2 separate regions of the Mus musculus genome follow, and region 2 is linked to region 1. The links are chromatin contacts, called in public promoter capture Hi-C maps. All regions are on one chromosome and are shown on one strand. The core of a region is the stretch at or near the end of the contact, and the rest is flanking DNA. Distances in the headings are between cores, read along the strand shown.

What was found. Capture Hi-C pulls out chosen DNA fragments and counts their contacts.
Region 2: a contact with region 1 is called in a promoter capture Hi-C map of pancreatic islet. The contact joins the promoter of Saal1 here to the promoter of Tph1 in region 1. A contact is called at or near these places in 1 of 39 promoter capture datasets (macrophages), 2 of 15 datasets of contacts at CTCF or cohesin (the G1E-ER4 cell line and the NIH/3T3 cell line), 9 of 484 Hi-C or Micro-C datasets (the G1E-ER4 cell line, the N1E-115 cell line, Sertoli cells and 4 more), 9 of 115 datasets of contacts at active chromatin or transcription factors (the 230-238 cell line, the SCID.adh cell line, T-cell acute lymphoblastic leukemia and 5 more) and 3 of 9 other capture datasets (adipose tissue, liver and pancreatic islet).

What each region holds. Positions count from the first base shown.
Region 1 is chr7:46,663,539-46,669,056 of GRCm38.p6, forward strand. It overlaps Tph1 (tryptophan hydroxylase 1), which reads right to left and starts at 3,839. Exons shown (of 11, transcript NM_001136084.2): 1 at 3,725-3,839; 2 at 1,638-1,770. The coding sequence starts at 1,763.
Region 2 is chr7:46,708,544-46,714,597 of GRCm38.p6, forward strand. Saal1 (serum amyloid A-like 1) reads right to left here and starts at 2,108. Exons shown (of 12, transcript NM_030233.1): 1 at 1,955-2,108; 2 at 321-434. The coding sequence starts at 2,089. It overlaps Saa3 (serum amyloid A 3), which reads right to left. Exons shown (of 4, transcript NM_011315.3): 3 at 4,046-4,184; 4 at 3,455-3,721. The coding sequence ends at 3,583.

The DNA of each region.
Region 1 (5,518 bases), core at 2,589-5,088:
ACTTAGCCTGTGCAGTCTATTAGAAATAAATTATTGTGTCCCTGGGTCCTTAAACTGAGTTAGAGCCTCCATTTCAACGGTGTCACAGGACCTAGTGTCTCTCTTTACACCTAGAGTGTAGCCGTGCACTCTCTAAACTGCTTGCTTAATGTCCGCCTCCCTCTCCAGATCACATCCAGCTCTGTGATGGACGGTACCATGTCTGGTTTGTTCGGATCCACATGCTTAGCATAGAGTCCAGTACACCACACATAATAAGTGTTCAGTAAACGCTGTGCTCTGTCTGATTCACCCATATTTCATCAGGAGAGCTGCAGAAGAGGGGCTGGGAAGATGGCCCATTGGTTAAAGTGCCTGCTGCACAAGCATGAGGTGCTGAGTTTGAATCCCCAGCACCCACATAAAAGCCTGGTGCAGCTACACTGTGGGGTTAGAGAAACAGGAATCTCTGAGGCTTAATGGATGCCGGCCCATACCCAGGCTCAGTGAGAGATCATGTCTGAAAGGAATAAGGCAGAGAACGATAGAGAACGACCTGACATCCTCCACTGGCCTCTGCAATGTGCACCTATCACACACACACATCCAGATCCAGTTTCATGGAAATGACATTCCTGGGTTAAAAATTTAAACATTTGGGCCAGCAAAATGGTTCCACAGGTAAAGGAGCCTGCAACCAAGTCTGGCAACCTAAGTTCAATTCCCAGAACCAACACAGTGGAAGGAGAGAACCAACTCCTGCAAGCTGTTCTCTGACTCTCTCTCTCTCTTGTACAACCTCAAGCACTTCGAACAGTTTAACTATCAATTCCTAATGGCCTGAGGGAGGCAGGGTTCTCTCGTATTTTATTGAGACATGCAGAGAGACATTCACTCCCAATGACCACCTAGCTAATAAAGGATTTGTGTGTACACAAATCTGAAACTTGTGCTTGAGAGAGCACATGTGCACACACAAATACACCCACATAATAAATAAAAATAAAAATTGTAAGGAGGAACATTTTAAGGCTCATAAATGCACAGTAACCCACAGTGTCACTACATCAAACTGAAAACATTTGCAGGCCATATGCAATGAGGTTTTGACAACGGCAGCTGACATAATGGCAGAGTCCTTGCTAATATTTTAACTTTGTCACTTGAAAATATTAATATGTCATTAAATAATATCAATACTACATGGCTAGGCATTTTGTTAAGTGTAAAATGCTTTGTTTAGACTCCTCCAATCTCCTTCTCAGCTATTTGTGTCTATCTTTCCTGGGCTGTTTTCTTTCTTACCCATTTCTCAGAGCTGAACATATTTTTATTTCAGCTTTGTGAGTGTGTACCCGAGTGTTGGGCATGCACCACAGGTGTGCAGTGCCCAGAAGAGGAAATCAGATCCCCTCAAATCAGAATTAGAGGCAGTTGTGAGCTGCCTGGTGTGAGCGCTGGAATCTGAACCTGTGTCCTCTGCAAGAACCACAGGGGTTTTTAACCACTGAGCTATTTTTCCACTCTTCCTGAACAATATGTTAGCAAGTTAAGAGACTTCTATAGGCCGTCTCTGAGGAACTGGACTGACAGTACCTTACATTTTAAATAGAACTTCAGAGACCCATTTTTAGATGGACTTTGTGGGAAATCCATACCTGGAAGATTTTCAGCACTTTTATGAGTCCTCCGACTTCATTCTCCAAGGAGAAGATGAGAGTCACTCTCCCTCTTTCGGAGGAATGGTCTTTGTTCTCTTTGTTCTCCTTGTTGTCTTCAATCATGGTGAATCTGAAGTGTGAAAGTTCAGATAAATGAGTGCTAAGCACAGAACTGGCCAGCAGGGGGCAGAAGCGGTGACTCCATCCACCTCCCGCTCCCATTCCTCTATCTGCAAAACCCACGTGTTAGACAGGCTTTTCCAGATGGAAGTGGGACAGAAGGTGAGACACTGCCTAGCATAGCCCCCAGAATGGCAAGAGAACCTCGTGTGTCTCTGCACTTCCCTTTCCTGTCCAGTCTGAACTTCACCCCCGAACTGAGATCTCACTGCCCATCAAATTCGGGTCATGAGTAGCTTCCCCACGTGCTTCACACACATCTTATACCCTAAGACGCTGTAAAGCCCCTTCAGAAAGGGGCCAGGCTTTTGTTTTCTTTGTAACTCAACTACAGCATACAGCTCTAAGGTGAGGCCATACGCTTCCTCTGGATCTTTGATGATGCACATCTTTCTGCTGTACTAAACACTTTCAGACTGGCCTAAAATCGGGTCCTTGTGCTGACAGCCACATTCCCACAACACCAGCAATGCTGCCTGTGGATCTGCCTAACCTTGGGGCATTCCTTCAACAACCCCATGATTTTCTCTGCTATTTCTCTCCCCCTTTAGCCTTCTATTTCCTCTTTGAGCCCCTTTCTAGCCAGGTAAGAAAAGGGTCACCCTTAAATGGAGAGGTTTACCCTCAAAGGCAGGGGTCACCCTCAAAGGCAGGAGATCACCCTCAAAGGCAGAAGATCACCCTGAAAGGTTAAGGAGTCACCCTCAAAAAAGAAGGAGTCACCCTCAAAGGAGGGGCAGGATCCTCACCTGAATAAAGATGTGGCAGTGTGCAGGATCCAGCACAGGAAATAAGACCGGCCAAGAAGAAGGCCATCTGTTTAGCAGCCTTGGCAGGGCATAGTGAAGGGTACGTGCACACCACCAACTCTTTCCTTAGCTTCATCACCAGTAAGAGAAGCTTCGAGGTCTCGTCTGGGAAGCACGGTGAGGTGTTTGAAAGTGGTGGGGGCAGAGTTTGAAGGTAGGATTGAAAGGTACAGTGAATGGTTTGGGAAGAATCCCCGGGGATAGTGGTTTTCTTTTCTAAATGGGATGTGGGAATGAAGTGGAGGTGAACTGTAAGCAGAAAGGCTTAAGCCCAAGGGAGACAAAGGAACCCTCCAGAAGTGCCAGGCAGAGGCTGCCTCCCTCCAAATGATCAGAAAGATCAAGGGCAGCAGCTACAACACATGGACATATGAACTCCAGTGACTGAGTCTGTGACCCTGGAACACTCGGTTAGGATCCCACCCTTGAGCCGGCCAGTGGTGGCATGTGTTTTTAATCCCAGCACTCAGGAGTCAGAGGCAGGTTGATCTCTGTGAGTTCGAGGCAGGCCTGGTCTACAGAGTGACGGCCAGTCTTCCATGGAGAAACCCTACCTTATAAAGGAAAAAGAATCCCACCCTTGCCATCCCACAGGCACAAGCTTCTGGGGCCTTGACCTCCACCTCCATTCCAAGACGGCTAGGGTGGACCATCAACCAAGTTCACTTAAAACCTCTGAAAATCAGATCATTACATTTAATCGGGGTTACTTTTACCTGGACTGTTAACTAGCCCTGAATCTCAAGGACCTATGCCTCTGTCAATTGTGACCTGGGATAGAGCTGCAGAGTGCAGATGTGGTGCTGAGAGAAAGGTCTAGCATCGAAGATTCCCTTCCTTTGATGGCGCTTAAGGGAAGGTTACCGTTATAGAGGAAGAAGAAAAGAGATATTACCCCTTGGATGGAAAAGAAAGAAGATTAATATGTTCTTGCTGGCAAGAAGTCACAGAGACACAGGGTTCCCAATAAAGCCGAAATCCAACGTGGGACAGAGTCTGCTCCTGGCACACAGGAGGTCCTCAAGAATAGGGTCTGCTATCCCCCAAGAAGCTCTAAAGGAACGAAGAGCAGAGCCCTGAGGGGTAGGACTTCACCTGGTTCCTACTAGAAGTTGATCCCGTCCTTGCTGGGAGTCTTCTGATCCGATGTCCCAGGGAGGGGCTATCCCACTCACCCACTCACCTCAGAGCCACTGGAGTTTAAAGAGTCACTTGAGGATGGGAGCTGACGCCTCTTATAGGAGAAGCGCATCGTCAGAACGGCCAATGGGCGCCGGGCGCACGGTTGAGGATATAGCAGTGCGGGAGGAGGGCGAGGAGGGGGCGGGAACAGCGCGGGTGTGGGCGGGAGCAGCTTGCCCTGACCTCTTAGTCGCTGTCTGCTGTCTGCTCTGCAACCCAGGCGCCGGTCTCATTCACAGCTATTCTCGTAGAGTTTTAATTAAGTTAATGTTGACGCATCCTCAGCCACAAAAAGTCTGAGTAAGATTAAACAATCCGTTTAGAACTTCCCTCCAAACCACCATCACACCTGCTATTGACACAATGACCTCCCGCGGGGCTTGGACCCAGTCTCTGGGATTAGAAACCAAAGCAGGACTTCCCCAGTCTCCAGCCTATCCCTGAGTTTCTGGGTTATCCTCCTGAGGCTGCCTCATCTTTCTCCTAGTGCAGAGCCTTATCCTTTAGGCAGAAGAACTACTGGACGTTTTAGAAGAGCTCACTACTCTTGTGATTAAAAAAGAAAAAGAAATGTACGATGCACGCAGATAACGATGCTGTGCCTGCTGAAATATCACTTTCCCTGCTATACGAACTCGGCTCAGAAGCCAAATAGCATTTATCTGTTGACGATCCGTTATTAGACGCTCTACTAAAGGACCAAAGCATGGTCCCTCTGTATCCTGGGGGACTAGTCTTAGGACACTTCTAGATGCCAGAGTCTGGGGGATGCTCCGGGCTGTTATAAAGAATGTATCATAGCATGCATATATCCTGTAGGCTTCATCTTTAGATTATTTGTCATACCCAATGCAATCTAACTGCTATGTACATATATATAAAATAGTGCTGCCTTGACTTAACAAGGAAAAAACTGCACAAGCAACCAATGCTGGCCTAGAACTCAACAATGCTCCTCTCTCTGCCTCTCCCTCTCCAGTGCTGAGATTCCAAGATAAGCCATCTGGTATGGCCGAACATCCGCTTTTCTGAGGTGTACATTTCTGAGTCTTGACAAGTTGATCCACTTGTCAAGTACGTAACCACTAAACACCAAACGATCAAATACAGGATATTCCCACCCTCCAAAGGTATTTGCTTGTCTCAGTCTTCTCCCCGACGGCCCCTGATTCCCAGGGACAGCCGCTGACCTGATTCTCTTTCTGTTATTTCACCTTTCCTGGAATGAGGGACATGGATGCTTCAGAGGCTGTGGGACTTTTGTGCCAGGCACACATCACAGTGCTTTTGAACTTCAGGTTTGCACAGGTTGTCAGTCCCTTGGCTGAATGTGCATGTATTGCAGGGTGCTATGTGAAGGTTCAGTCGGGGTCTTGCTTGCTCTGTAGCCCAGGCTGGCCTTGAACTCACACACAACCTCCCTGCCCACCCTTCCAATTTGAGATTATTGGCACCAACTTGTCCGATCTCAAATTGCAGGATGCCCATGATTTCAAACCCCCTTATAGTTTTTCCTTTTATCTTTAGAATAATTCGATGGATTTAAAAAATTGTGCTTGCATTATAGATCAGCAAACTGGGGCCCATAGCAAACAGCTCTACAGCCTCCTCCTGCATGGGTTAGTGAGAAGAAGACAGCAAAAGCATTCTGATTTGAGGTCCTGTGTTCTTGCTCAATACCATGAAAACAGAGGCCAGAGTGACTTG
Region 2 (6,054 bases), core at 858-3,357, 43 kb after region 1:
TGTTTAAAGTAATAGCTCCTGAGACTTCATACTCTGAACCACAAACTGGAGAGACTGCAATCACTGAATAGGCCTTTCCGCCAACAGTGGAGGAATGATCCTTTCTACTTATTTACTTATTTTATGTATATGAGTGTTCTATCTGCATGTATACCTCAAATCCCAGTAGAGATGGCTATGGGCCACCACGTGGTTGCTGGGGATTGAACTCAGGACCTCTGGGAGGGCAGATAGTCCTCCTAACCATGGAGCCATCTTTCCAGCCCCTTCATCACCTCCCCACTCTGAGTCTGTTCGGAATCTCACTTCCATCCGCATACCTCGTCCATGGACATATCCCAGACTCTGCAAATCTCATTCTCCATTTCTTCAGCAAGATCTGCCTGTTCTTCCTCATCAGCTGAGCCAGATGTGCCACTTTCAGGTGTGACAATCTTCAGAGACATAAAGGAAAAAAAAATCAGTTAAAATACTCATAGGTCTTCACTTAGATTAGATATTATCACTTAGAAGTCTCAATCTCTCAAAAGTATCTCCTCAGACAAAACAGTTTCTAAAACCTAAAGCCTTGTGACCAAGCCAACTCAGTCAGTCAACAGGTTCTCCAGGGCAGGAGTGAGGATTAAAAAGAAAAAAGACAGACAACATTGTAAGCATGACCCCCAGGCAGTTCTGAGGCTGCGGCAGGTTTATTTTTTCCCAATCTGCTTTTATATCCATTTTAATTACATGCAAATAATAAGGACAAGCGGCACAATAAACACAAATAGTCAAGGAACAAGCAAGGCAATAAACAAAGTCCCTCGATCACCCCTTTGATCACTGTTTCTAGGGGCTTATCAGGATGGCCAAGATATCTGAGCCTACTTCCCGGCCCCAGCCCAAAGTTATACTCATGCCTTCTTTGTTCTAGCCTAAAATTAGATTCCTGCCAGAACCAACTTCCTTGTCATGGCCCAGTATCAAATTCCTGCCAAGGGGTTCCAAAAGCTTTCCACAGTCTTAGATAGATCTACACATTAAACACTCTTCAAGTAAATACGGTCTGTGGGCACTGCAGCAGACAAATGAAAACAACAATATAACCCTTTTGGTTCCAAACGGTTTAGGATTAATGTAGGAAAGGCATGTAACCAGGCAATCACAACAGAAAGAGGCTGACTGTGCTGAACTGGTGAAAGAACTATGGGAGAAAAAATTAGGGACCAATGACCTACTCCTGGGAGAAGACACACATTTCTCTTAAAAGAAGAAATCTAAATCTATGGGAAGGTTAGGACTGTCCTGGGGAAATGAGGCAAGCATTCGGAGGTGACTACAAGTGCTCAGAAAGTATAAGACATGCTTGGAGATGGCCAACTGTCTACTGGTGATGGAACACAATGTACCGTAAAATGGCTGAAGAAGACACAACCAACCTTGGATCCCCAGTTAGGAAATAGAAAGTGTTCTCCTATGAGCAACAAGAACAACCTTTAAAAATAATAAAAAGGAAGGGTTTTTTTTTTTTTTTGGCAATGTAGAAAATGGCTTAGAGAAAACAGAAATTGGCGGTATGGACAGCAATGGGCAGAAAAACATCTATTGGCAGCCTCATTATAATCTCAACCTATACAAAATCTTGTTTACGATAATACTGATTATCTTGTTTTAATAGAAACTATGAAAGAAATGGAGGATCTGGGTTAAGGAGTCCCGTTTCCAGCATGGGATAAGCTCGCGTCTCGGAGATCAGGGTTGTCTGACTCCAAACTATGTATTCCACTAGAACAAGAGCCGACAAAACACGAATGGTAGGGTCTCGACTTCGTACGTGACAGTGGGGTTAGGAAGTAGAAGCCCAGTAAAGTACGTGCGCGGTGTGGTTCTGGCAAGTTAGTCCATCGGCACCCGCGAGCCTCCAGCATCCCGTCCACTCCCTGGGCACGGAGGGCGCCTGCGCGAGTCTCCGCACCTGGATGAGCCCGCTGAGGACGCCGAAGAGCCAGTGCTTGCTGTAGACCGTGCTCCCGATGCGGTCTCCCCCACCCAGGTCCTCTTCATCCTCCGAACCACAGGTAGGCGGCGGAGGAGACGGGTTTCGATCCATGCCGATGCGCGCCAACAGTACCGGAAGCCGCGGAGGAGGCGAGAGGACGCGCCAGAGAGCCCAAGGCACACGGCTCAGCTCCCACACAGCGCCCCCTGCCGTCAGGCTCCCGCGAGGTCCGGGAACCTGTAGGATCCATGGGGTCTTCTTCTCCACCCAGAGCTAGGAGTGAGCACAGAACACACACACACACACACACACACACACACACACACACACACACAGTAACTGCCATGTCCAGATATGTTAGCTATTCATTAGTGCTGATTTAAACCTTACATCAACTTCAATTTTAGCACGCACTTGTGGAGTTTTAATCTTTCTTTGATTTGATTCTTTGTTTGAGTCAGGGTCAAGCTATGTAGTCCAGGCCTGCTACTCGCCATCTTATGCCTCCACTTCCAGCAGCTAGAACTATAGGCAGGTGCCACGGTGCCCAGAAACTCTTGTTTGGTTGGTTTTTGTTTTTAATTCTTTTATCTGAGATTCATCCTAGTACACTGAAGTGTGCATACATGCTCTGCAAACTTACTTTTCTCTTAAAATCTCAGGTGCAGGAAGTTGAGTTAGCTGTGTCTCGTGTTTATGGAATCTTCTGAGTTATCACCCACTCAAGCGTCCCTGCTCCTTCTCTCACAGACTCACTTTTTATAACCAGAAAGTAGCTTTATTCATTTTTATTTTCTCTCCCCCCCCCATACCCCTTTCTGTTGACCTTGAATGAAAACACAGCTCAGTTCATGCTTCTCTAGTTACTCATAGGTAATCAACAGTCTTGTGTGATTTTCAACTATAACCTTAAAGACTTAGTTTAGTTAACCATGATGACTGCAAACCACCCAGCTTGGTGTTAAAGCCTTTCTACCCCAGGGGAAATGATTGCAGAATATGTCTTTTTTTTTCTGCAATTATTTTTTACAAAATGGGAGTGGCTGGCCCTTTTGAAGGGCTGAGATTATCTGCAGAGAGGCATCTAGAGTTGATGCTTTCTCAGTGGGAAGTGATTTTGCCATCAGCCTTTGTAAGTCGTATTTTACAGTGAGTCAGAACTTACTGATTTTTCTCTCGGGGAGGGCACAGGGGACTGAAAGCTGGGGCCTCACCTGTGCTTGGCAGTCATGCTTAGCACTGGGCCATAGCCCAGAATGCATTGGTTTTTATCTAGTTTTCAACTTCATAACTGAAACCATACACAGCGCTTTCTTGCTATCTCGTGTCATATTCCAATTCCATCTCTTCTTGTCTCTTTCTTTAAAAGAAAAGAAAAAGAAAAGAAAAGCAAGTGATGTCCCCTGCTAACCCACAGGCCCTCAACCCTCAGTGTGACTGCCCTGTGCTCTCAAAACAACAGTGACAGCGACAAAGTGCATTTCACAAGTATTTATTCAGCACATTGGGATGTTTAGGGATCCAGATTTTAGAAAATATCTCAACCCAGTAGTTGCTCCTCTTCTCGGGGGGCAGCATGACTGGGAACAACAGGAAGAGAAAACTCAGTATCTTTTAGGCAGGCCAGCAGGTCGGAAGTGGTTGGGGTCTTTGCCACTCCGGCCCCACTCATTGGCAAACTGGTCAGCTCTTGAGTCCTCTGCTCCATGTCCCGTGAACTTCTGAACAGCCTCTCTGGCATCGCTGTAATTAGGATGGACAAGAAGATTTTTAACCAAGCCCACAGGCAGTAGCTCCACCCTCAGGACTCTCTCCTCCTGGCTGTGAGGGGAGGGAGAGGCTGGTAGGACCCTGCCCAGGCTGTCAGCCTCACACTGGATGAGCAGCAGCAGCAGGAAGTGGGGGGGTCATCCACAAGCAATCACATGACCACCAACCCCTTCCAGTACTATGCACAGAAAAGAGGAAGATCGAGAGGTAACGGGTAGTATACACAGGTTGCAGAAGAGACAGCTCCTTCCTGGCTGTCCAAGGCAGTCAATCTCTGTTCACCCAGACCCGTGTTACCTGATGACTTTAGCAGCCCAGGCTCCCCCGGGACCCCTCCGGGCAGCATCATAGTTCCCCCGAGCATGGAAGTATTTGTCTGAGTTTTTCCAGTTAGCTTTCTTCATGTCAGAGTAGGCTCGCCACATGTCTCTAGACCCTGGAGAGGGAAGAGAGTGATGGCGGTGGTTGTGTTGAGGTAAAACAGAGGGCTACGACGTCTATCCAACTCATCCCAGCTTTTCCCAAAACCCACAGAAATGTTGCTAGCTTGAAATAAATAGTTCTTACTGCCCAAAGAAGTACATTGGAGCGGGTTTTATCCCAATGGACTCCCATCTTAGCTCTGTTGCTGTTTGTCTTTGTTTTTGTTTTTTTGTTTTGGTTTTTTCAAGACAGAGTTTCTCTGTAGCCCTGGCTGTCCTGGAACTCACTCTGTAGACCAGGCTGGCCTCGAACTCAGAAATCCGCCTGCCTCTGCCTCCCAAGTGCTAGGATTAAAGGCATGCGCCACCACTGCCCAGCTTTTTGGTTTGTTTTTGTTTTTTGTTTTGGTTTTTTCATGCTGTTTGTCTTTGGCTGTTCAAAAAGCGTGTAAGAAGAGGAGAGGTGATCTCTAGGGAGTGCGTCATCATATGACAACGGTCACCATAAGAAGCTCTCTCTGAAATGGTCCAGGGGAACTTCTAAGGTGTGAAATGAGATCGCTTCCCTTCCTCCTTTCCCCTCCCTCTGCTTCCGATCCTTTCCTTTCTCTTGTGTTCTCTTTTCCTTTAGAGACAGCCTATGTCTCTGTGTATCCCTGGATGGCCTGAAACTCACAATCCTTCTGCCTCGGCCTCCCAAACGCTACAGTTACCACCGCAGCCACAGTTCTTGCCTAGCACAAAGCAATGGGAGAAACTGCTCTCCAGGCAGAGAGAGTGAGCGCAGCTCTGTTCTGAGTCCACCTGGATGTCCAGGATCTATTTCCCCCAAGCAGTTCTCAGCACTCCTTCAGAGGTAACAAGGGGAACGTCTCTGCCACAGACTGCCACAAGCAGGATGATTGACACTCTGGTGGCAATGGACACACTAGGTTTAAAACCCCTACCTCCTCTCCAGGAACAGGGAAGAGTGCTATCCACCATGGTGCTTATGCAGAAAAGCTGAGGGAAACGCACGAGGAAGTCCGTGGAAAATGCTCATTTATTATCGCCCCGCCCCCTGCCCCCTCTGCTCATTTACTACCGCCCCGCCCCCCTGCTCCTCAGGACGGTGCCACAAACAGAAGGAAGATCTAAACTAAGGACCAGGAGAGTGAGCTGCACACTGAAGGAATCAGATCCAGCTAATGATAAATGGGAAATATCAAAGGTAGTGAGTTAGGGAGAAAGGGGAAGCCTAGGTTCTCTTAACTTTCATTGTGAGGCTGAGTTGTGGTGGCACACACCTTTAATCCCAGCACTCAGGAGGCAGAGGCAGATGGATCTCTGTGAATGGGAGGCCACCCTGGTCTACAAGGTGAGTCCAGGACAGCCAGGGCTCGGTTACACAGAGAAATTCTATCAGAAAGAAAGAAAGAAAGAAAGAAAGAGAGAGAGAGAGAGAGAGAGAGAGAGAGAGAGAGAGAGAAAGAAAGAAAGAAAGAAAGAGTCTGACTGACTGACTGTCTTTTGTTGTCTTATGGCTGGTGGGCTATATTTCCCTTGATGACAGTTTCTTGTCTATGTCTCAGCCTCAATAATAGACCTATGTCCCAGGTAAGTAAGTCACTGTCTCCTGTTGACGGTGGAGCTGCCTTCCACCCGTGCCATGATCTATTCCTTCTCAGGTAAATAAGTAAGTGTGTGCTCAGAGCTGTATAGTGGCTAACCTGGGCTAAATTCTGCTCTTCCAGGGGTTTTCTAAGTAAGATAGCTTACGTATGCTCTTTGTACATTGGTTTCCTTAAAGGGTAGTAGTGACACCTACGCCACAAGATTAATTTTAATGTATGGAATTCATTTCCATACATTATGCTCCTTGGACAATGCCCACTCTGTGTGGCA